Regions from separate parts of the Sus scrofa genome. Here region 2 is linked to region 1. A link is a contact called in public HiChIP or PLAC-seq data. All regions are on one chromosome and are shown on one strand. The core of a region is the stretch at or near the end of the contact, and the rest is flanking DNA. Distances in the headings are between cores, read along the strand shown.

Region 1 (5,867 bases), core at 2,639-5,138:
GTGGGGAAAATCTGCCTAGAAATAAATTCAACACAAAAGAAAACAAAGCTGAGAGGAAGAAAGGGAAGGTGGGTCTTGATAATGTTATTTAAGCTCCTGCATCCAGCTATGTTAAAGCTACTTGCATCCTGGGTTTCCAACTTTTCTGAGCCAATAATTTCCCACTTTTAAAAAAAACTAATTAAAGTTGGATTTCTATAATTTGCAATTAAACAACTTGACTGAAATAGCTGTTAATTACAGTCATTTTAATTGACAGAAAATATCATTAAGACTTTTAATCTAAAAATAGTTCTTAACTTCAAAGTCAGCCCCATGTTCCCAAAGTGTCAGAGATTGTTGCTAGTCTTCTTATTTTACATGATCATTCTGGGTTATTAAAAGCTAAATTGGTGACATTTTAAACTCCATAACACCAAGTCTGTTTAGCAGTTTTAGCCTGTTACTTCTCTGCTAAAATCCAAACTCATAAATATTCTTTCAGACATGTCTTTATAAACAAATAATTTGATTATGGTATATAGAATGTAATTTAATAGTATTGTCAATTGAATTATACTGGATTTTTTTTTTTGCATTTTTATAGCATCTCCATCCTTTGTTTTAGGTAATGAAAGAGATATAAGATTTATGCACAAGAGAACTTTCAAACTGAATCATATAAGCATATGTATATAATTGAAACCTATTTTTTTTTCCATTCTATATAGAGTGAACATAAAATCCAATAGGCATTATTACAGATTGGCAATTCAAATTAGTTCCACTAAGTTAAGACTCAGGAGTCTTGGGTACCTCCAGTCTTCGCCAATTCATTAAACAGAAAATATTTGAGCACCCTCTGCCAGCCAGGTTTCTAAGCCCTGAGAATACTACATTGAAGAAAACAGGCTCTCACTTGTCAGTCAGGTGCATTTTCTTAGGATCATAGAGTCTCTAGCACCACGGGAGGGTTCTCTTCAGGATCCATCCAGTCACAGTCACTGTTGTCCTAAATACCTTTCTAAAAGTCATGAATCCTTAGGAAAAGTTATAGTCACAGTTAGTTGGCCTCTCTGGACAGCTGACATTGCCAGAGGCCTCTGTCTCCATCAGCTTAGAAGCTTCAAACCTTGAGGCATTAATCCCATTATATGGCTGTCAACCAGTCCAGCATAAAATTCAAGCCCCTCACTGAGCTTTCCTTTCATATGCTGTCATTTCTGAACCACTCAAGGATTTTTCAACCCTAACTGCCCAATGCTATTCTCTTTCCCAACACTTTCCTTTGTACCCTCTAGAATTCTTTTCATCATTTGGTTTTTTGTTTTTTAATTAGTTTATGTAACAATGAATAAATATCACTTATGTGGAAAGAAGGCAGTGTTTAATTTCTACTTTGTTGTTTTTATAAATGGATTTAATTTCTACTTTGTTTTTATAAATACTGAGCAAAACTGTTTACATAACAATGTGGGATAAGACGGATGGAAATGAAAGCTTTGATATTAGCAATATAACTCAACTATTGAAGCCTTTCAAATTATTTGCCAAATATCATGGTGATTTGTTATCAAAAAGCATACTTTAATGATCTATTAGCTCCTTCTATTGTTTTGAAAGCAAAGTATTAGAAACCCTTGATTGTCAAAAGAATTTGTTTCTGAGCTATTAGAGACTTTCACTTTCTTACCATCAGTACAAAATTTCCTTTTGTTTAGTGCCTCAATGATTTTTCACACCAGATTGGGCTTAAGATATAATTTTGTTTTCTAAAGTGGAAGATGTATGGTTGCAAAAGGAAGTAGAAAAGACAAAACAATGTTCTAACTGAAGTTCTCAGACCAGCTAATATTTGGAAAGAGTGGATATGGGAAAAGAGGATGTCGAATCTCTTAAAATTACTCTAAACCCATTTACTTTTTAAAGTCTTTGCGGACTTCCAGAAGTATACATACCTTAGTTTGAAGACCACTGGTGCCCTGCCCTGGTAAATCTCACCCTTGGGTCAGCTGGCTTTAGCAGCACTGAGTGCCATGTTCTCTTTCTCCCTTTCTTTGAGTGTCCATATTCCATCAAAATGTAGACTCAGTATATATACACTGTCTTCACTTTCTCACTTTCCACATAGTCCTCAGTCATACTGTACGCAGTAATTCATTCTCGTAACGCCACTGAACCACTCATATAAGAGTCACTGACAATTTCCCCATCTATACATCCATGAACTTCTTTTATTGCACAAATGTCTGAACTTCTTTGCGGCATTTGACTCTGACAACCACTCCATTTTTCTTGAAATTCACTACTCTTTATGCCACCACTTTATTCCTTCCTTTTGAGCCTGCTTTCCAATACCATCTTCCACTATCAATCCTAAAATGTTCTTCTGCAGGATTTCCGCCATTGGCCTTTTCCTTTCCTCACAGATATCTCTGCCTTGATAATCTAATCCACTTCCGTGACCCCTCCATCATGGTAATTTCTGTATCTCCAGCTCAAACATTTCCATCTAATGCAAATGCTTTATAGTCAATACCTGTCAGACAGCTTCACTTTACTGTCTGCTACACTGCCTCAAAATGGAAAATCTGAACTCATTATCTTTCCTACCAAACTTGTGCCTCTTCTGGAATCTCAAATTTTAATGAAAGCCACTATGAAACCTTCTAAATAGGAAGACCCCAATAGTCTTTCTCAGTTTCTCAAACTTCTGCTTCTATATGTGACTAAGTTTTATGGAAAAAACTCTTACACATGTGTTTTCTCTGTTCATATCTATTAATGTATCCTTTTAACAAATATTTATTACACACCTCTTATGTTCCAGGTACTATTCTAATTATAATAAACAGAAGATAAAGATAGATTTTTCCTTGTGTATATAGATGTGTATACATGTGTATGTGTGTGATAAAGCCTCATCTTAGAGGTGTATCATAAAATTTATCCAACAAATTTTTTAAAGATTTATTTTTTTTGCCATAAAAGGAAGGCCTTAAGAGATATCAATTTACTTAATATTTCTTTATACTCTTTCCCTACAATATGGAATAATCCTATATCCTAAAATTTCTATACTCTCTATGTTGTTTGATAATGGTCTCTTGTTATGTAATTTAGTATTGTGAATAAATTAACACTGAAATTGTCTTTTCCTATGAAAAAATAGCATGAAAGAGTGCAATTTCCTGTAAGGTTTGAGGAAAATTCTCAAAGAAAAATTAGAAGATCATGGCCCCAAATTAACTAATTAATGAGTTTTGTAATGCTTTATTAAAATAAGAATACATTTCCACAGGATCCCCCTACCCTTTATGGCTGAAAACATATTACAATGTTGACCACATTAAAAGAAAATACTCCAAATGATTCACTTCAATGCATTTTTATGTACTTTTATTTGAAAAATACTTTAGCATGTTATTTTTCCTTTAAAATATAGTATTAGTTGTATTAAGCAAAATGACAAATTTTTGGCATACTAAGGAAAACGGAACTAAATATGAAATAACTTTTTTGATATAAAGCTATTTCTGGCCTTTGAAGATATAACCTAGGGCATATCTTCACTATTTAATGTAAGATGAAGCTGATGTTCAGATGAATTAATGTCAAGTCAACATAAAGCTAAAACCAGTGATGCTACATTGGGTAGTGGGGGGGGGGATAAGTTAAAAATATCTAACTTATAAATTATTCAATACATCCTCCTAATAATAAAGTTTACCAGTCAGCATGACACTAAGCTATTCAGTTATTGCTCATATCCTTTAAAACACATTTATAAACTAGATAACAGAAGAAGGAAATATTACATGTTTGATCTTCTCTATTGGCCAAATGTCTTTCATAACCTATTGAGGAAAAGAGCCACTTACTGAAAACCCAAACTACAGATGCAGGAAACTTACTCATTACTGTCATTCCTGTGTGTAATTGCTTTCTTTTTCTAGTCCCTTGATGTAGATTACCACCCCAGCAGCTGACAGTAATTTGAATAGGTAAAATAAAATAAGCATTTGAGTAGACAGTAATTATAACACACAAACTGATTACATTATTAAGTGTACAATTCACATCATCATTCTTGGAAAGATAAATAAAAACCTGTTTATGAACAAGCAATGGTTTAATAATTGGTCACCCAGCAACGTTCAGATTCACAGTGCTATGCTGCCACCTAGTGGAATAAAAACAGGATTCTAGTGCTGTCAAGAAATCCTGTTTTTAAGCTTTTCAGATGTTAACTAACTTATGAAGTAAATCACACACACACACACACACACACACACGTGTGCATGCATTACACATATAAATATATGCCAAAAAACAATATGACCTTGGTAAGAAATTACTTGAAAGCAATTGAAAGCAGTTGGTATCGGATCCCAAATAATAACACCTCCTATGAAAATTAGATTTACTTGAAAGTAACCATGGAGTTTTCTTTATTTTCATTTTAATCAAAGTTTGAGTGAATATATTTATAATCAATGTTTATTAAAAATTAGCCCCTACCACTCTACACCCTTCTTCTTCTTCTATTACTAGTTGATTTTATTTTTATATCTATATCTTCAAATGACTTTTGTCTTTTTTGGGGGGGAGCTGCACCTGCGGCATATAGAAGTTTCCAGGTTAGGGGTCGAATTGGAGCTACAGCTGCTGTCCTAGGCCATGGCCACAGCAATGCCAGATCTAAGCCATGTCTGCAACCTATATAGCACAGCTCACGGCAATGCCAGATCCTTTAACCCATTGAGCAAGGCCAGGGATCAAACCCATGTCCTCATGGATACCAATCGGGTTCATTACAGCTGAGCCACAACAGGAAATCTTCAAATGACTTTTTAATTTTTCCATGTATTTCCCACTATGGAAATTAAGGGTTTAGCTTTTTTTCACCCCTACCCTACCACATACATTCATCCTTCCCATCCTCTCCTTCCCACAAGAGAGTTCCAGCATACTTTTATTTATGTCATTATTCAGTATGTTAAAACATGAATATGTAAATATTGGTCAGAGTAAATCCATGTAGTAAACTACACATGTTTTGCATTTCTGTACAATATTTTTATTCCTAGAATTATTTGTTGAAGAAGGGTTTATTTGTTTGTTTGCTTCTAAGCAAGCCTGGTTCCCTAGAAAATCAAGTCTAAGGTAAAACATATATGCCAGTATTTTACCATGGGGTAAAAATCCAGGAGCACAGGAGTAAAGGAAAGGAGAGGCAGGCAGGAAAATAATATAAGCAAAAACGAGGGAATGAATTATTGAAACTGATCTCTGGTTGGTATCAAAAATAGCTGATTGTTCTATCTTGCAGGAATGTCTTCAGAGTCTATATTTCAGGAGAGTATGGAATGGGGCAGGGAATCAATTTATCAACCAGTCCCTGTCTCCCATTAGTCTCCCCAGGGGTGTTAAATTCCCAGCATTTCCAAGTCCCAGTCATACTGGCTTGCCCATGGTTTTGCCCAGGTTAGTGTTGAAAGTCCTGCTACCTGGCACTCCCCTTAGAACTGGACAGACCAGGACAGTTGGTCACCAGGACATCTCATATTCAACAGCAACAGGTCAACCTGAGGAATTCAAGCCTAGAGATGAGATACTGTTCAGGTTGGACCCACATAAGGAAGCAGTTACCCAAAAGCTACCAAAAGAATTATGACCAAGATAACCTGAGGTGGCATATAAGAGATCTTATATTGTTTATTCCTATCACCGATTTAACCAGAAACTCTAAAAATCATCCCCAAATAACCTCTCAAAAATGTGGACCTATCACGTATTCTATGACATTATCCATCAATTTTATTCCTTAAAAAAAGTCTGGAGTTTTCAGAACTGCTCCAGTCTGGACTGTTTTTCTTCTCCTTATA
Region 2 (6,554 bases), core at 3,978-6,477, 270 kb before region 1:
CAGTTTCTTCCTTTAATTCTTCTCTCTTGCTATGTGTAACTTTTTCCTCTCACTGTAATTCTTTCTTCTTTTAATCTGCTCTTCCTTCTTTCTTTTCTAGTCAATGCTTTTGTTTTTGTGTATCTAGAAAATTCAAGTTAACTTATTCACTATTTTTCCAAGAAAAAAAATAATTTTATGTGTGGATCTGAGTCATTGAGTAAGTTTTATGTTCTCCTTTGTTATGATGTCTCTGTCATTCACATACAATTTTAATATTCTAATGACTTTCAAATATTCATTAGACAACACCAGTTAAATGTGTCATTCACCATATCAGTGGCTGAGAAGTTTCCACTGGTTACTGAATTAAGAATCATTTTCCTATCTTAATGCTTTTGTGATTAAATTTTATTTTACCCTGTGTGAAAATATAATATAGGAGAGCTTAAAAAATCAGTTTTTGAGCACATCTGGCAGACTTTCCAATAAGTAATTTTATTTTGTCTTCATACTTTTGTATTTGGGTTTTTTAAAGTACTTGTTTTACTATAATTACCCTCAGTTGTGTTCAAGAAAATCTAGTCATCCTTATGTAGATCAAATCCCATTTTTTTCACTTCATAGGATGAACTCTTGATTTGGAATTTAATTAAATAATGGATGGAAACATCCACTTAAACACACGATTATATCCTTTTAGAATTTATATTTGTACTTTAATAACTGTAGTGAAAGTAAGTTATTTCATGTTACTATAAAAGTAAATTAAAATATATGAATCGAACTTCTTTTAAATAGAAATTTTAAATGTCATCTCCAATTTCATTAATCCTTTATTAGAAAAAGACTCTGTCACTTTTGCAATTTATTTTTGGTTGCTAATAATTTCTTTGGAAAGCCCAAAATTAAAGCCAAATGTCTTTCAGGGCAGTATAATGTGAGCTAAATAGTATTGACATGTGTTGGCAAAACATGTACAGCAAAACAAAGGGAGAATTATGCTTGGGTTTTGCAAATTCTGTTAGAAGTTCTTTCTTAAACAATGAAATGTTTCTATATTTTTAGGGCAAATGGGAAGAAATTTTACTTTGTCACTATGTCAATTTTGCTCTCTTGAGTGACCTCTCCTGGCATTTCTCAGATGTAGCTCACATCAGGAGTGGCTTGATGAACCAGTCAGTGCCTTATTCATAGAAAACCATAATTTAATATTTCACTTCATATTTTGTGCAGTAACTTATTAAAATTATTATAATAGAGTTTTACATAAAATTAGAAATGTTTCTATTTAAAAAGCTATCCAGAATGTCTAGAAACATTTATTACTTTATAACTATTCTCTTTCCCCTCTTGCTATTCTCTTGGGACACACACGGGACACACCACTTTTCAGGTGCCCCTGCTTTAAAATCATGCAGAAACCATCTGCCAAAAGTCTTGGTTATTTTTCTTTCTCCTATCTTTCTGAAGCAAAATGTCATGGTAAGTATAGAGGCCCCAACTTAGCAACACTTCCCGTAAATAAAGGAAATGGTTTCTCATCCCAAGTGCTTCAGAGCTCCTGCGAAGGCAGTGGAAAAAGTCTGCAGAGGAAATCTTTTGAAATGTAATCAGCAGCAGCTTTGGGTGGAGCCCTGAAATAAGACCTTACCTTTCTATATTGACTTCTCAATTGAGGAACTTGAGGTCAAATGTCAACTAGAATATTATAAAATGCTGTCCATAGAAACAGAGTTAGGTCTTGTGTGTTATAATTAATCATTTGGAAAATATATATATATATAAATATTTTGTTTCAGACCTCATATCTCCATGCACATATTATACAAATTGGCAACAAGATAAAACTTAATTAAAAGTAAAGCATATCTTAGCATTGTTTGAGGTTATAAAAATTATCCTTGTATAAAATATTTAAGTGACTCATTTCTCCACCTATAGCCAAGTGCCCCAAAGAAGAAAGTAAAAACAAGCAAATTTATTTATTCCATTATTAATGTGATTGAACAAATAAATAGTCTTGTCAAACTGAAGATCCGACAAAAAATAAGCATTTAAAACTAATGTGATTTTTCCTTTAAATTTTAAATTGTATAACTTTCTGCATTATGAAATACTTGAACCACTTAATAGTGATGAATATACTATATATTGTGCCTCTATTTTTAAATATCCCATGTACATTGTACCTAAATGTTTTCTTATAGTTGTATTTATATAAATGAGATGTATATAATTTAGGATCATTTGTTAGGAAAAAAGCGTATCTAATTCTATTTACGACAGTTGGCAAGGGAATTCTGAGTATAAATTTGGTCTACTAGATACTTAAAGTTCATAGGGAAGTTAGAAGAGAAAAATTTCTTACTTAAAATTGGAAAAAAGCAATAGTAAGCCTTCAAGCAAGTGTGTGAGGTTTTTTTTCCCCTTTCATGTAAAAATGGAAAAAATGTTTCTTCTTCATGTTACTGAAATCTGTAATCCAACCAGATAGAAAAAAAATCATGTTAATGCACCTTTCTCTAAGACACAGGGCATATTCTTTGACACCAAAACCTTGAGACCAATAGATCAAGTCTACAGTTCAGATACTGACTATAGCACCATCTGAAGAGGTTCTTTTACTCAGAATATTTGAGACAACAAATGAATTCGTTGAGGACATAGCCAATTCTATGAAAAAAGAAGTGTCCATAGATACATGCAGTTTAAAACTTTTAATAATGGGAGTTTCTGTCATGGTTCAGCAGTTAACGAACCTGACTAGCATCCATGAGGATGCGGGTTCGATCCTTGCCCTTGCTCAGTGGGTTAAGGACCCAGCATGGCCGGTGAGCTGTGGTGTACGTGGCAGACATGGCTAGGATCCCACGTTGCTGTGGCTCTGGAGTAGGCTGGTGGCTACAGCTCCAATTCGACCCCTAGCCTGGGAACCTCCATATGCCATGGGTGAGGCCCTAAAAAGACCAAAAAAAAAAAAAATTAAATTAAAAAAACACCTTTTAATAATGTTCTTAAAAATACTGTGTTAACTTGGATTTTATGGCAATTCTCTTGCCTCACTAAACCTGACTTAACAGCAGCATTTGGTACAAATGATCATTCCTTCCTCCTTAGGACTGTGTTCTTTACTTGGATTCTGAGGCACCACACTCTCTTAGTTGTCCTCCTAGTTTATTGGTTTCTTCTCCTCAATCCCTTCTGTTGATGTTTCCTCATCTCTCTAACCTATAAGTAGTGAAAGGCTTTAGTTTTTACCATCTAAATTTTCCTATCTACACTTATTCCCTAGGTGATCATTTTTGGTTATATGGATTTAAACACCATCTATACTCTAGCAATTCTCACATGTATACATCTGGTCCAGGATCATGCCTGTGAACTTTACTCCTATATTCAGATGCCTACTTGACACCTTCACTTGGAAATTTAATAGGCATAACAAGCTCTACTAGTCCAAAATTGAAATCTTTAGTTGTCCTTACAAATTTCTGCTTCTACCATCTTCTCCATATGAAATACAGCACCTCCGTCTTCAAGTTGCTTAAGCCATTAAAGATGGGACAATCTTTGACTTCTCTCTTTCCCTTATACTTATATCCACTCCTGTCTGTTCTTCCTTCAATGTATACTTAGAAATCCTGTCTGTTCTACCTTCAATGTATACTTAGAAATCAACTACTTTTTACCATATCTCTGAACTGGATTATTTTAATAGTTTTCCAGTTACCCCAGTTATCCCAGTTTCAATAGTTACCCCAGTTAAAACATATCATGTCACTTCTTGCTCAATATATTCCAGAGGTTTCTAAACTTTTAAGTCTATCTGAATTGTCCTATATTTTATTTTCTAAATCTCATTATTATGGGGCTACATTTTCTAACTAATGTCTAGCAGTTTTCTCTCACAAAATATTATCATTTTACTTAGCCTAAGACTAGTGTCTGATACATAGGTTTCATTTTATAAAGAAAGTTTCTTTTGCTATTTTGCATGAATATTTTTTTATTTTTTATTTTTTATTTTTTTTGTCTTTTTGCCATTTTCTTGGGCCGCTCTCATGGCATATGGAGGCTCCCAGGCTAGGGGTTGAATCGGAGCTGAAGCCACCAGCCTACGCCACAGCAACGCTGGATCCGAGCCGCGTCTGCAACCTACACCACAGCTCACGGCAATGCCGGATCGTTAACCCACTGAGCAAGGGCAAGGATCGAACCCGCAACCTCATGGTTCCTAGTGGGGTTCGTTAACCACTGCGCCACGACGGGAACTCCTTTTTTTTTTTTTTTTTTAATATTTTTTTTAGGATATAGAAATGGAACTTGGGGTAGGATAGGTTTTTCAATCCTTGCATGGTCAAGGTCCAATTAAATTTCTACATTTCTTATGAAAGTCTGTTAGTCTTTTACGTAAAATGCAGAAAAGTTGGGGTAAGAGGAGAACACATGAGAACACATCCTGACACCACTGATTATTTGATACACCAGAAGTTTCACGTAGAATAGATTTTTGGTCTACTGAAAAATAGCTATGTTGGTTAGATAAAATGAGGGGATGCCATCTCTCTCTGGTCTGCCTTCAACTGGTCTGCCCTATTGCCTCAAAAAATACCTTTTGAATATAAGAATACATAAATGTTGAATAGATAGGTAGACTAGTGAATAAATGAAACCAAGTCAATTAGGTTACATAGTTCAACCCTTTTAACCAGAGGTTTCCTCAATTAAAGTTAATGATTTTTTTTTGTCCTTACTTACTACTTTGTTTATATTCCTAGTAGGATACTTGTTACCACCTGCCTTGAATATTTTTAATTATGGATGTATGTGTTCCCACTACAATAGTTCTTACAGTAGCCAGGGCTTATATCTTACACACTTGAGGTTTCCCAAATATCTCACATAACATCTTGTTTATATCTTCTATACCTTCTTCATAGTAATTTTTTAGTAAACATTTACTGACCTTATTGATCATATAATATCTTGGTTATGGTTCAGTCATTCCTTCTGTGTTCACTGTGACTGGTGTCTCTCACCTAAGCCTCCTCTCCATTCCTGGCACAGAAAGTCTGCAAATACATTACCTAGGCCCCTTGTCAGATGTGACTACCTATTAGTCACCTCTTGCCTGGTGGAAGATTGAAAAGTAGGAAGAGGAGGAGGAGGATTTTTTTCTAGCTCTGGCAGTGTTTTTAAGCAGTTGTTACAGTGGAAGCAGAAGTAGCATCAGAAGGCAAGTACAGTTCGTATCCTGGGTTCTTACACAGACATCTCAGTTCCAGAAGCAACAGCCTCAGTGGCATAGGTCACAGGCAATAAAGATTTCCCTGCTGTTTCTTCAGCTTCGTGGAGTAATATCCTGATGTTCCTAATTTTCACTTGCTTGTGTTTGTTTTTCAAATTTCTAACATCTTAGCCAATTCCTAGTATTAAGTTCCTTTTATTTTCCTTGTTCTGACTGGATACTTACTTGATATACCTCTCAAAGGATACTTATTGTTCCCCATGATTGAATTTAAGTAAACTTTGATCTTCCTGATTTGATTTATGGAATAATATTTCAATCTAAAGGCACCTCTTAGATTAGTGTACTCCATAGGTGACTAACCTCAACTACTATTTATTAATTTGTTCTAAAACTCAAAATGTGACTTCTTGATATTATACCCAAATACAGAGAACTTGCCTTAGTATATTACTCTATATATGAGCCACATCATACAATCACAGTTGAGTTGGGATTCAGCTTCCAAAATATAAGATACATTCATTCATTTATTCTTTAACAAATATTCATTGCATCCTGCTAAATGTCCCACACTCTTCAAGACTCTGGAGATAGAGTAATGACCAAGATAGCCAAACATTTGCTTTCTTGGATCTGACCTTTTATTTCTCTTTTACACTTAAACTGCTTTTAATTGCTAATGTAGTAGTTCCAAACTTCTTCCTGAGTAGAAACTATGTTTGAATTCCTTTACATCAGATAGATTCTAGCTTGGAATGGGGTTTTGGACAGTTAATGGACAACTTGATGTACTTTTAAAAAAATTTTTATTATAGTTGATTTACAATGTTCTGTCAATTTCTGCTGTACAGCAAAGTGACCTGGTTACACACATATATACATTCCTTTTCTCACATTATCATCCATTTTATTCCATCACAGGTGATTAGATATAGTTCCCTGTGCTATATAGCAGGATTGACCTTCTATATTATTGGGAAGCAGATATTAAACAGATAAATAAATTCATACACAAAACCTTTTCTATCAATAATATGTAATCTGTAGAACATAAAATCATATAATCAGAACAATGGCCTACCATAATGAAGAGAATGTAAACCCTATTACCTAAAAATGGTATTTCACCTCTTTGGTTATTCTCCCTAAAACCCATAACCATAATCTAACTATAAGGAAGACATTAGACAATCCCAAACTGAGATACATTTCACAAAAATTCCTGGCCAGAACTCCTCAAAGCCATTACATTCATCACTCAGAGTCTTGAGGACTCCAACTCTATCAGTGACTGTTTCAATATTGTAAGGATATAGTTACT

Evidence for each region. HiChIP or PLAC-seq counts read pairs in DNA pulled down with a chosen protein or histone mark.
Region 2: an H3K27ac HiChIP or PLAC-seq map of alveolar macrophages shows a contact between it and region 1. The contact joins two enhancer-like sites. A contact is called at or near these places in 3 of 47 Hi-C or Micro-C datasets (epiblast stem cells, fetal heart ventricle and skeletal muscle) and 2 of 2 datasets of contacts at active chromatin or transcription factors (alveolar macrophages and skeletal muscle).

What each region holds. Positions count from the first base shown.
Region 1 is chr15:91,873,827-91,879,693 of Sscrofa11.1, reverse strand. No RefSeq gene overlaps it. Among named protein-coding and RNA genes, the nearest start is that of ZSWIM2, 12 kb to the right of the region's middle. Within about 2 kb of position 3,888, at least 2 of the 83 cell types and tissues checked have an H3K27ac peak or open chromatin away from gene starts, as enhancers often do. A contact at or near this core is called in alveolar macrophages, where this site is marked.
Region 2 is chr15:92,143,469-92,150,022 of Sscrofa11.1, reverse strand. No RefSeq gene overlaps it. Among named protein-coding and RNA genes, the nearest start is that of CALCRL, 130 kb to the left of the region's middle. Within about 2 kb of position 5,227, at least 1 of the 83 cell types and tissues checked has an H3K27ac peak or open chromatin away from gene starts, as enhancers often do. A contact at or near this core is called in alveolar macrophages, where this site is marked.